Regions from separate parts of the Sus scrofa genome. Here region 1 is linked to region 2. A link is a contact called in public HiChIP or PLAC-seq data. All regions are on one chromosome and are shown on one strand. Each heading gives the region's core, a stretch centred on a gene start, on an enhancer-like site or on the middle of the called end of the contact. The rest is flanking DNA. Distances are from core to core; before and after follow the strand shown. Region 1 overlaps CUX1 (protein CASP). Region 2 overlaps CUX1 (protein CASP).

Region 1 (4,678 bases), core at 1,436-3,935, 300 kb before region 2:
AAAATACCTCTAATTTCCTCAGGGTGAAAGGACAGGAGGAGTTCAAGTTGTATTTATTTATTTTAATTAAAACATTAAAAAAATTAAAAAAAAATTTTTTTTCACTGTGCCTACAGCATGTGTAGGTTCCTGGGCCAGGGATGGAACCTGTGCCACAATAGTGACCCAGGTCCCTGTAGTGACAATGCCAGATACTTAACCTGCTGTGCCACAGAGGAACTCCAGTTTTTCTCTGTTTTTGGTTTGTTGTTTTAGGGCCGCACACACAGCATGTGGAAGTTCCTAGGCTAGGGGTCTAATCCGAGCTATAGCTGCCGGACTATGCCACAGCCACAGCCACAGCCACGCCAGATCCAAGCCACGTCTGTGACCTACACGACGGCTTATGGCAATGCCAGATCCTTAACCCACTGAGCAAGGCCAGGAATCGAACCTGCATCCTCATGGATACTAGTCGGGTTTGTTTCTGCTGCGCCATGACAGGAACTCCAGGAACTCCAGTTTTATTATTATTTTTTTTGCTGAAAAGGGCTGAACCCATGGCATATGGAGGTTTCTGAGCTAGGGGCTCGAATTGGAGCTACAGGTGCCGGCCTACACCACAGCCACAGCAACGTCAGATCCAGGCTGAGTCTATGACCTACACCAGAGCTCATGGCAACGCCAGATCCTTAACCCACTGAGCAAGGTCAGGGATCAAAACTTCAGCTTCATGGATGCTAGTCACATTCGTTTCTGTTGTGCCACAACGGGAACTCCCAGTTTTATTACTTCTTTTTTTTTTTGAGTGGGGCAAAAATCGACCCCAAGCATTACACCCTGTGGGTTCTAGAAATATAGTAAAATATAAAATCAACTTTTGTTTAACTCCTGCAGAAGGAACCTAAGAAACTGCCTTTTTGCTTAGGAATGAAACACATTCCATGAGTGTATAGCGGGTGCCTTGTGTCAAGCTCTGGGGGAGGTACCAGCTGAGCTGGGCTGGACTAAGCATTTCAGGGAAGAGCACTGCTCAGCTGCAGTCTCTGCTCTGCACTTTCCTCGGGGTGACCTTAGGCAAGGGACTTCCGGGTTTTTTGGTTTGGGGTTTTTTTTTTGTCCTTTTGTCTTATTGTCTTTTCTAGGGCTGCGCCCACGGCATAGGGGTTGGATCGGAGCTATGGCTGCCGACCTATGCCACAGCCACAGCAATGCCAGATCTGAGCCGCGTCTTCTACCTACACCACAGCTCATGGCAACACCGGATCCTTAACCCACTGAGCGAGGCCAGGAATCGAACCTGTGACCTCATGGATACTAGTCGAGTTCATTAACCACTGAGCCACGACTGAAACTCCTGGTGCCGCTTCTTATCCCTCTCTGTTGGCTTATAAAATTCTCCTCCAGTGCAGTTCTTCTTTCCAGACCCCGTGCATCTCAGCCTCTTCTGGGATATGCAGCCAGATCTGTGCAGGTGAAACTAAGCTGCCCTGGGCTCTCCCACCTGACTTGCCAGCCTGCTCTCTTGTGGAGCTGTGTTTGACAGAAAGCATTTGCTGAGCATCTGTCTACTCTAGGTCTGGGGCTGAGCTCCTGACTAAGATTTGAGGTTCTACTGCTGTTTCTCCTGCCTCCCTCTTCTCTTTGTTGCTTTTTTGGCTGCCCTGTGGCACACAGAGTTCCCGGGCCAGGGATCAGATTGATCTGAGCCACAGCTGAGGCAACATCAGATCCTTCAACCCACTGTACCAGGCCAGGGATGGAACCCGAGTCCCAGAACTGCAGAGGTGCCACTGATCCTGCTGTGCCACAGTGGGAACTCCTCCCCCTTCCCTCTTTAGAGATGAATTTGCTTAAATGCTCGAGTGAGCCACCTCCACGATGACCAGCCGACCACCATGTGACAGATCACCGCGATAACCAGGACTCCCCACTGCCGGAACCCAAGGAGACCCAGTGGCCCCATGGAAATTCCTGCCTGTTGAATGCCGTGTAGGTGGCTGTCTCAATCACGGCCCATGGGAACATCATTTTCTCTGGGGCCCCACAGGACTGGCGTAGTTGCGTCTGGTTATGCCAGGGTGACAAGCATACATGTAAGGCCAGCGTGGGTGGAGCCCTCATGGTTCCTCAGCTGAAACAAGTGGCAGCAACAGACGATCATAGACAGGGGCTGAGGGAGGAGCTTCATCTCACACTGGGCACTGCCCCATCTGCCAGCTTCCCCTGGAACGTCTGATGGGGCCCAATAAACTCCCAGGTTCTGAACACACTGGAAGTTTTTTTTTGTGTGTGTGTCTTAGGGCCACTCTCGAGACATAAGGACCTTCCCAGGCTAGGGGTCAAATTGGAGCTACGGCTGCTGGCTTATGCCATAGCCACAGCCATACCAGATTCAAGCCGCGTCTGCGACCTATTCCACAGCTCACGGCAACGCCAGATCCTTAACCCGCTGATCCAGACCAGGGATCGAACCCTCAACCTTACGGTCCCTAGTCGGATTCGTTTCCGCTGTGTGGAAAATTCTTAAATATTAGACGGGGTGCAAAAGAAAACGTTCCTTGCTGATGAAGGTGACGTTAGCTGATCTGGCTTCATGGGAGAGCCAGAGACCTGCTGCCTGAGCCTCAGCCCCAGGCAGCTTTATCCCTCATGGCAGCACTGGCCCGAGGCCGGCCTCCCCACGCGTGGGCGGGCTCCCGAGAAGACAAAGGAAGTACATGAGCTGAGCACAACCAGCTTATTCATCCTGAATCAGCCCATCGGATAAGAACAGAGGCAACGCGAGGCCAGCAGTTACAATGATGGAGCTCCTTCTACACAGAAGGAGGCTTCAAGAGCAGGATCGAGTGTGGCCAGGGGGAGTGGAGGGGAGTTTGGGCAGAGGTCCGCCAGAGCCGCTCCTTTGCCAGGTGCTCTGCAATCTTGATGGCACTTTCTAGACACAGAGGTGATTTGAATGTGCGCTTTCAAGTCTTCTGCAAGTCGTGGCCATTTTAATGCAAGGATCGTAACTCTGGGCGGGGGCGCAGGACGCTGCAGATTGCTGCGTGTCTGGGTGTAGGTGCAGCCAGTTACACAAAACATCTCCAAAGCCATTTTCCCTGGCCCTGCTGGGGCCACTCGTGTTTCCAGATCCCCCTTCGGCCCTCAGGCGAGCAGCAATTCATTCATTTTCCACAATTCAAGCCAAAGATTTTACCCCAGTCCTTTGTTCTATGAGAGCACCAGGCCCTTCCCTGCTTATGGTAAGTTATTTAACCCCTCTGGGCTTTATGTTTTTCATCTGTAAAATGCAGGTAAAACTGCCTCTCTTAGATGGTTGTGGGGGTCCGGTTAAAACACGGAGCTGTACAGAGTTCCCATTGTGGGGCAGCGGAAACCAATCTGACTAGGAACCATGAGGTGGCGGGTTCGATCCCCAGCCTCGCTCAGTGGGTTAAGGATCCGGTGTTGCCGTGAGCTGAGGTGTAGGTGGCAGATGCGGCTTGGATCCTGCGTTGCTGAGGCTGTGGCGTAGGCTGGGGGCTACAGCTCCGATTCGACCCCTCGCCTGGGAGCCTCCATATGCCGCAGGTGCGGGCCTAGAAAAGGCAAAATAAACAAATAAATAAACAAACAAACCACGGAGCTGTAGAGTCCAAGGTGATGCTCAGCAACGCTTCATTAACTCACACCTTTCCCCAAAGAAAGGGGCCTGCACTACTTTAAGTATGAGACTAATCGGACTACTTGGAAAACAATACTGTAAAAGATCCTGAAAAGCACCCAAAAAAAAAAAAAAGAAAAAAAAAAAAAAAGAAATCACGCCGACATCCATGGTCACCAGCTATGGAACCACGATGGCATCGTGGAGAGGCGCTTTTCTGTGTGCTCACAGCAGATGTGCGCCAACTCTAACTGCGTGACTCTGCACGTCTACATCCGATAACATGTAAAAAGCCAACTACCTGACCCACCGCCACGTCCTCCGTCCCCAGCATGCCCAGGCCAAGTGCCTGGCCGGTCGCCCTGTAAGCGGTGGGCAGCCAGGCTCTACAGGGCGCGTCGGCCTTTCCCCTGGGCTGCGGGCACGCGCCCCGGGAGCTGGGATTTTGCTGCGCTGAGCGCAGAGCCGTACCTGTAATTGTGGAACCAGTTGATGACGGTGCTGGTTTTCAAGTTGAGCTGGGTGGCGAGTTCTTCGATGGTTTTTGGTGACGGGTATGGCTTTTGCTGATAGGCTCGTTTCAGAGCTTCTTTCTCTTCAGGGGCCAGCACGACTCGGGGTTTCTTCAGCTGGTGCTGGGGCTGGGGGCTGGCGCCCTGGCTGTAGTCGATGCCAGCGGAGGGGGGCTCGCAGGGCTGGCTGTCGCTGACCGAGCTGTGCCGCCGCTTCATGTAGGCTGGGGGAGGGAGAGAGGTCAGACTGAGATGCAGGCCCCGAGGGAGAGCTGCCCAGGCCCCCAGCCCCCCTGCCACGCGGTACACTCCCCTCGTGCTCTGTGCCATCTGTGTAGACTGTGGCTGTCCCGCCCTGCTCTTCCAAGAGCAACTCCAGACTCTCGAACCAGAACCACCTGAAGCCCAGCACACACTCATCAAGGACCCGCTCTGCTGTACTATGAGGTCTCATCTGTCCCTGCAAGACTCAGTCCAGTGGGGACACAGAAGTCCGCTAGAGAGGTGACCCCAGTAGAACGTGATCAGGGAGGCAAAT
Region 2 (4,891 bases), core at 342-2,841:
CCCCAGGTCTAGCCAGCCTCCTCTACTCCCTGCCCACCCCACCCACACCAGGGTCAGAGCCAGTAGGTCTCAGCTCACAATTAGAGCTGGACACAGACGGTACCTCAAACATAAACAGACAGGACAATGATCCCCTAAGCACCCACCTCCAAGCTTCAACACTGATCAATCCATAGCCAGTCTGTACCGTACCCCGACTCTTGCTTTTAAAAATACCAGTGAGGGTCACTTTACTGCACAGCAGAAATTGACAGAACATTGTAAATCAACTACAATAAAATGAACACACACACACACACACACACACACAAAATAAAAAATACCAGTGCCCACTCCAGACGAGCAGAATTGGAATCGCTGCGGGGGGTCCCTCCCCCAGGGGATCCCGAAATGCAAAGAAGGCTGAGCAATAACCCCAGAGGGAGGCAGCCAGGAGATCAGGTGTGATGCCAAGAGCTCCCTGAGGGGCCTTACTGCACCCTGGCCTAAGCCCTCTGTCCTGGGGCACAGGCCTCTCACCAAACTCCGCCCACCAGCTGTGACTTTAACTGGTCTCCCCAGGGGCGAGGGATCAGTTCACACCCTGGGGCCTAGGCGACCACAGGTCACAGGGGAAAATGGCCAGGAGGAGAGTAAACACTAGAAGAGACAGACAGACTAGTCCAACAACCTGCAGAGAGGAGCGGAGTTAAGGATCAAGAACATAAAATGAGCAGTCAAACCCGCAGAGCCAAGAGCGGCTGGTGAAACGGGAAATGGGACAGAGGGACTGACAGACGTTAGAAACTGATGGGAAAAAGTAAACATATGGACGGGTCTTAATTTCGGGAATATTCCAGATTCTGAATGTCAGAAGAAGAAAACAGATCACACAACTTTAAAATTCAGCAGAGGAAAATTCAACCCAATACGACATTACAAGAAAAGATACCCCTCCCCCCAAAAAAGAAAGCATAAAATAAAATTGCAGAAGTCCTAATATAATCATATGTATCATAAATGTTCACCCATCAAATGTACTAATCAGACACACTCTCAACCTGGGTTTAAAAAACAAGATCCTGGAGTTCCTGTCTTGGCTCAGTGGTTAACGAATCCAACTAAGAACCATGAGGTGGTGGGTTCAATCCCTGGCCTTGCTCAGCGGGTTAAGGATCCGGTGTTGCTGTGAGCTGTGGTGTAGGTCGCAGACGCGGCTCGGATCCCGCGTTGCTGTGGCTCTGGCGTAGGACGGTGGCTACAGCTCCGATTAGACCCCAGGCCTGGGAACCTCCATATGCTGTGGGAGTGGCCCTAAAAAAGACAAAGAGACAAAAAAAATAAATAAAAAATAAAAATAAAAAGCAAGACCCTGCATCATCTATCTATAACAGACACATGTGAAGCAAAAGGATATAGAAAGCCTGGAAACAAAGAGGAAAAGTTTTACTGGGCAAACAGAAACTGAAAATGAAGGGAAAAAAAGGGGCGGGGGGAGAATAATTGTAACATCAAAACAAACAGAATTTATGGTGGAAAAACACCATAAAGGATGAAGAAAGAGTCGGGCACGTGCTCCAGACAAGGGAACACCCAATCGGGAAGATAGAAAACCACCGTCATGTGTGTACCTAACAATACAGCCTTGCGGTAATACAATGGAACAGCTGTCAAAACTATAGGCAAGAAACCAACAAGGATACAGAAGAATTAAGTTAACATGAGTAAGCTCAAAATACTATAGAGAAAAATTTATTTCCAAACAAAAAAACATTACTTTTGAGTCCATATGGGACATTCACAAAAATCCACTCAGTGTAAATGCCTGTATTCTAAGGAAATTGACCTCATGTTAAGCATATTCTCTGCTCATGCAATAAAAACACACATCAACAGCACGAGAAAAATTATTAAAGAAAAATGTCCATATAGATATAGATATATGCTATCAAGTAACCCTCAGGTTAAAAAGTAAATTACAAGGGAAATAACAAAATAAATACAAAATTACAAAATGAATAAAAATGAAAGCATTACATGTCAAAATCAGTAGAACACCACAAAATAATTAGAAGAAAAGTTAAGGCCTTGACAACATTTATCAGAAAACAAGAAGGAAGTCAAATTAAAAAGCTGCGCCTTCAAAAAAAGAAGTCAGGAAAACAGAGGGACCTCAAAGAGACAAGAGTGAAATAAAGAGGAGACAATTAGTCACACAAACAAAAAAGAGGTTAAAAAGAGGAAAAGTTGGATTTTTTTTTTTTGAAGATTAGTAAGACGGACAAAACTCTTTGTGAGCCTGAAAATTAAAGTCTTAAAGATATTCAGAAATACAGACTGCAGAATGAAAATGAAATAGCAAGAGGTGAAAAAGAGATTTACAAAAGCAATGGAGATTTTATGAACAATCATACAAGGACACATTTTAAAGCCTAGATGAAATGGCTAATTTCTAGAAAATCATAAAGTGGCAAAATCAGTTTATGAACAGAAAAACATAGAGAGACTAATACAAACGAAAGTGAAATAATAAAGTCCTCCCAGCCTGCGCTCAGGCTCAGGCCCTACTGTTTCACAGTTGAGCCCTATTAAATTTAATAAGATACAGATAATTCTTCATCTTAGACAAACGGTTCCAAAACAATTTTAACCCATTTTATGAGACTGGTATAACCTCAATTCTAACTGGATAAAAATAAGAAAATTAGGAGTTTCCTGGTGGCCTCGCAGTTAAGGATCCGGCATCGTCACTGCTGTGGCTCTGGTTACTGCTGTGGTGCGAATTCAATCCCTGGCCTGGGAAGGTCTGCATGCTGTGGGCACGGCCCCCCAAAAAAGGAGAGAAAACTGTAGGCTAATTTTATCTACTTACACAGATACGGCTAATCCAATATTGTAAAATATAAGACAAAGAAGAGCTGACGGCAGAATGCAATGATGCTTCCACATCAGAGCATCGTTCACTGTAATTTACCACATTTATAGACGGGGGATAAAAATCACCCAGACCTGAACAGATTTGAGTCACGTGGTTCCTTAACCTGATCAAAGCTTCTACCAAAGGTCGCCGTTGGGCACATGCCCTCCCTCTAAGACCAGGAAAGGAGAGGCAGAGTCCCAGCCCCACTCGCAACAGAGAGCGCCTGAGGTTCTGGTTGGCAACACAAGTCCCTTGGGTATAAGCAGTGGAAGGAAAGGGACAAACAAGTGTCACTTTTTTTGCATGTGATATCCTCCCCAGAGAGATGCGACAGAATCAAGTGAACTAGAACAACCAATGAGGGATTCGGCAAGCCGGTCAGTTTCGAAGGCAGTAAACAAAAACAACTGCTTTCCTCCACACCACGGTCATCAGAAAAACAATTCTTTTAAAGTCCCTGTTCACAATACTACAGAAACCGTACAGAACTAGGAATTAACCTAATGAGGAAGGCACAACACCTTTCTGGGGGAAGATCTAAGCATACGGAGAAATAAACTCATTCACGGGTGAGGCAACTTAAAAGTTCTTAATTCTCCCCCAAATTAATCTGTGTGTGTGTGTGCGTGTCGTGTATGTGTGTGCATGTGTGCGTGTGTACTTTTTTGTTTGTTTTTAGGGCTGCACCTACAGCATATGGAAATTCCCAGTCTAGGGGTCAAATCAGAGCTGCAGCCGCTGGCCACAGCCACAGCCACCGCCACTTGGGATCTGAGCCTTGTCTGTGACCTACACAACAGCTCACGGCAACGCTGGGTCCTTAGCCAACCCACTGAGCCAGGCCAGGGATCGAACCTGCATCCTCATGGATACTGGTCAGGTTCGTAAACCGCTGAACCACAACGGGAACTCCCTAATCTGTATATTTAATCCAAATCCAACAAAACTCCAGCAGAATTTAAAGGCAACTTGATGGAAATGTGCATGAAAGAATAACTGGCCTTGAGGAGCTGACATATTTCGAAAGAGAAAAAGCAATGAGCAAATGTGCCCAATCAGAAAGTGAAACATAGAGTTCCCGTCGTGGCTCAGTGGTTAATGAATCCAACTCGGAACCATGAGGTTGCAGGTTCGATCCCCGCCCTTGCTCAGTGGGTTATGGATCCAGCATTGCCGTGAGCTGTGGTGTAGGTTGCAGACGCGGCTCGGATCCCGCGTTGCTGTGGCTCTGGTGTAGGCCATCGGCTACAGCTCCGACTGGACCCCTAGCCTAGGAATCTCCATATGCCGTGGGGGTGGTCCAAGAAATGGCAAAAAGACAAAAAAAAAGAAAAGAAAGAAAGAAAAGAAAGTGAAACGTGTAAAACCACAGTCATTGAAGCCGTATGGCCTAAGTGCAAGAGGACGCAACAGACTGGACAGTGGAACAAAAGAATGGCCCAGACACATACCCGTATCCAGAGCCTCGGCATCCAAGGGACGCGACTGCCCAAGTCCCTGGGGAGGAGACAGCACAATTCAGTAGGCCGTGCTGCAAACACTGCCCACCTCGCACTGCATGCAAACATCCTCTCCAACCTACAGATCTAAACACAGAAGGCCAATCTCCACGGCTATCAAAATATGAATATCCTTGTGATCTTGAGTGGCGAAAGATTTCTCAGAACAAGACTGAAATGAAAAATGGACAGATTCGGCTTCATCAAAATTAGGTTTTTCTATTTATTGAAGGACAACTACAGATGGATCAACAAATGAGTGAGAGATCGGGGGAGAAGATATTTACAAATGTGAGAGCCAACAAAGGATTGGCACAGAAACGTACCAGGAACTCTTGCAAATCAGCAAAAAGATGGTACACCATTAAAAAAAAAAGGGACAAAATACATGACCAGACAATTTACTACAGGGTAAGTCTGAAAAATCTAAATAAGTATAAAATGAGATTTATAGTGAGTATAAACAAGCCTTACTGGTGATTGGAGAACAACC

The links. HiChIP or PLAC-seq counts read pairs in DNA pulled down with a chosen protein or histone mark.
Region 1: a contact with region 2 is called in an H3K27ac HiChIP or PLAC-seq map of alveolar macrophages. The contact joins two enhancer-like sites. A contact is called at or near these places in 2 of 2 datasets of contacts at active chromatin or transcription factors (alveolar macrophages and skeletal muscle).

What each region holds. Positions count from the first base shown.
Region 1 is chr3:9,636,933-9,641,610 of Sscrofa11.1, reverse strand. The region is part of intron 14 of CUX1 (protein CASP); the gene reads right to left. Among named protein-coding and RNA genes, the nearest start is that of SH2B2, 32 kb to the left of the region's middle. Within about 2 kb of position 2,685, at least 7 of the 83 cell types and tissues checked have an H3K27ac peak or open chromatin away from gene starts, as enhancers often do. A contact at or near this core is called in alveolar macrophages, where this site is marked.
Region 2 is chr3:9,334,366-9,339,256 of Sscrofa11.1, reverse strand. All of the region lies in intron 1 of CUX1 (protein CASP), which reads right to left. Among named protein-coding and RNA genes, the nearest start is that of CUX1, 20 kb to the right of the region's middle. Within about 2 kb of position 1,591, at least 3 of the 83 cell types and tissues checked have an H3K27ac peak or open chromatin away from gene starts, as enhancers often do. A contact at or near this core is called in alveolar macrophages, where this site is marked.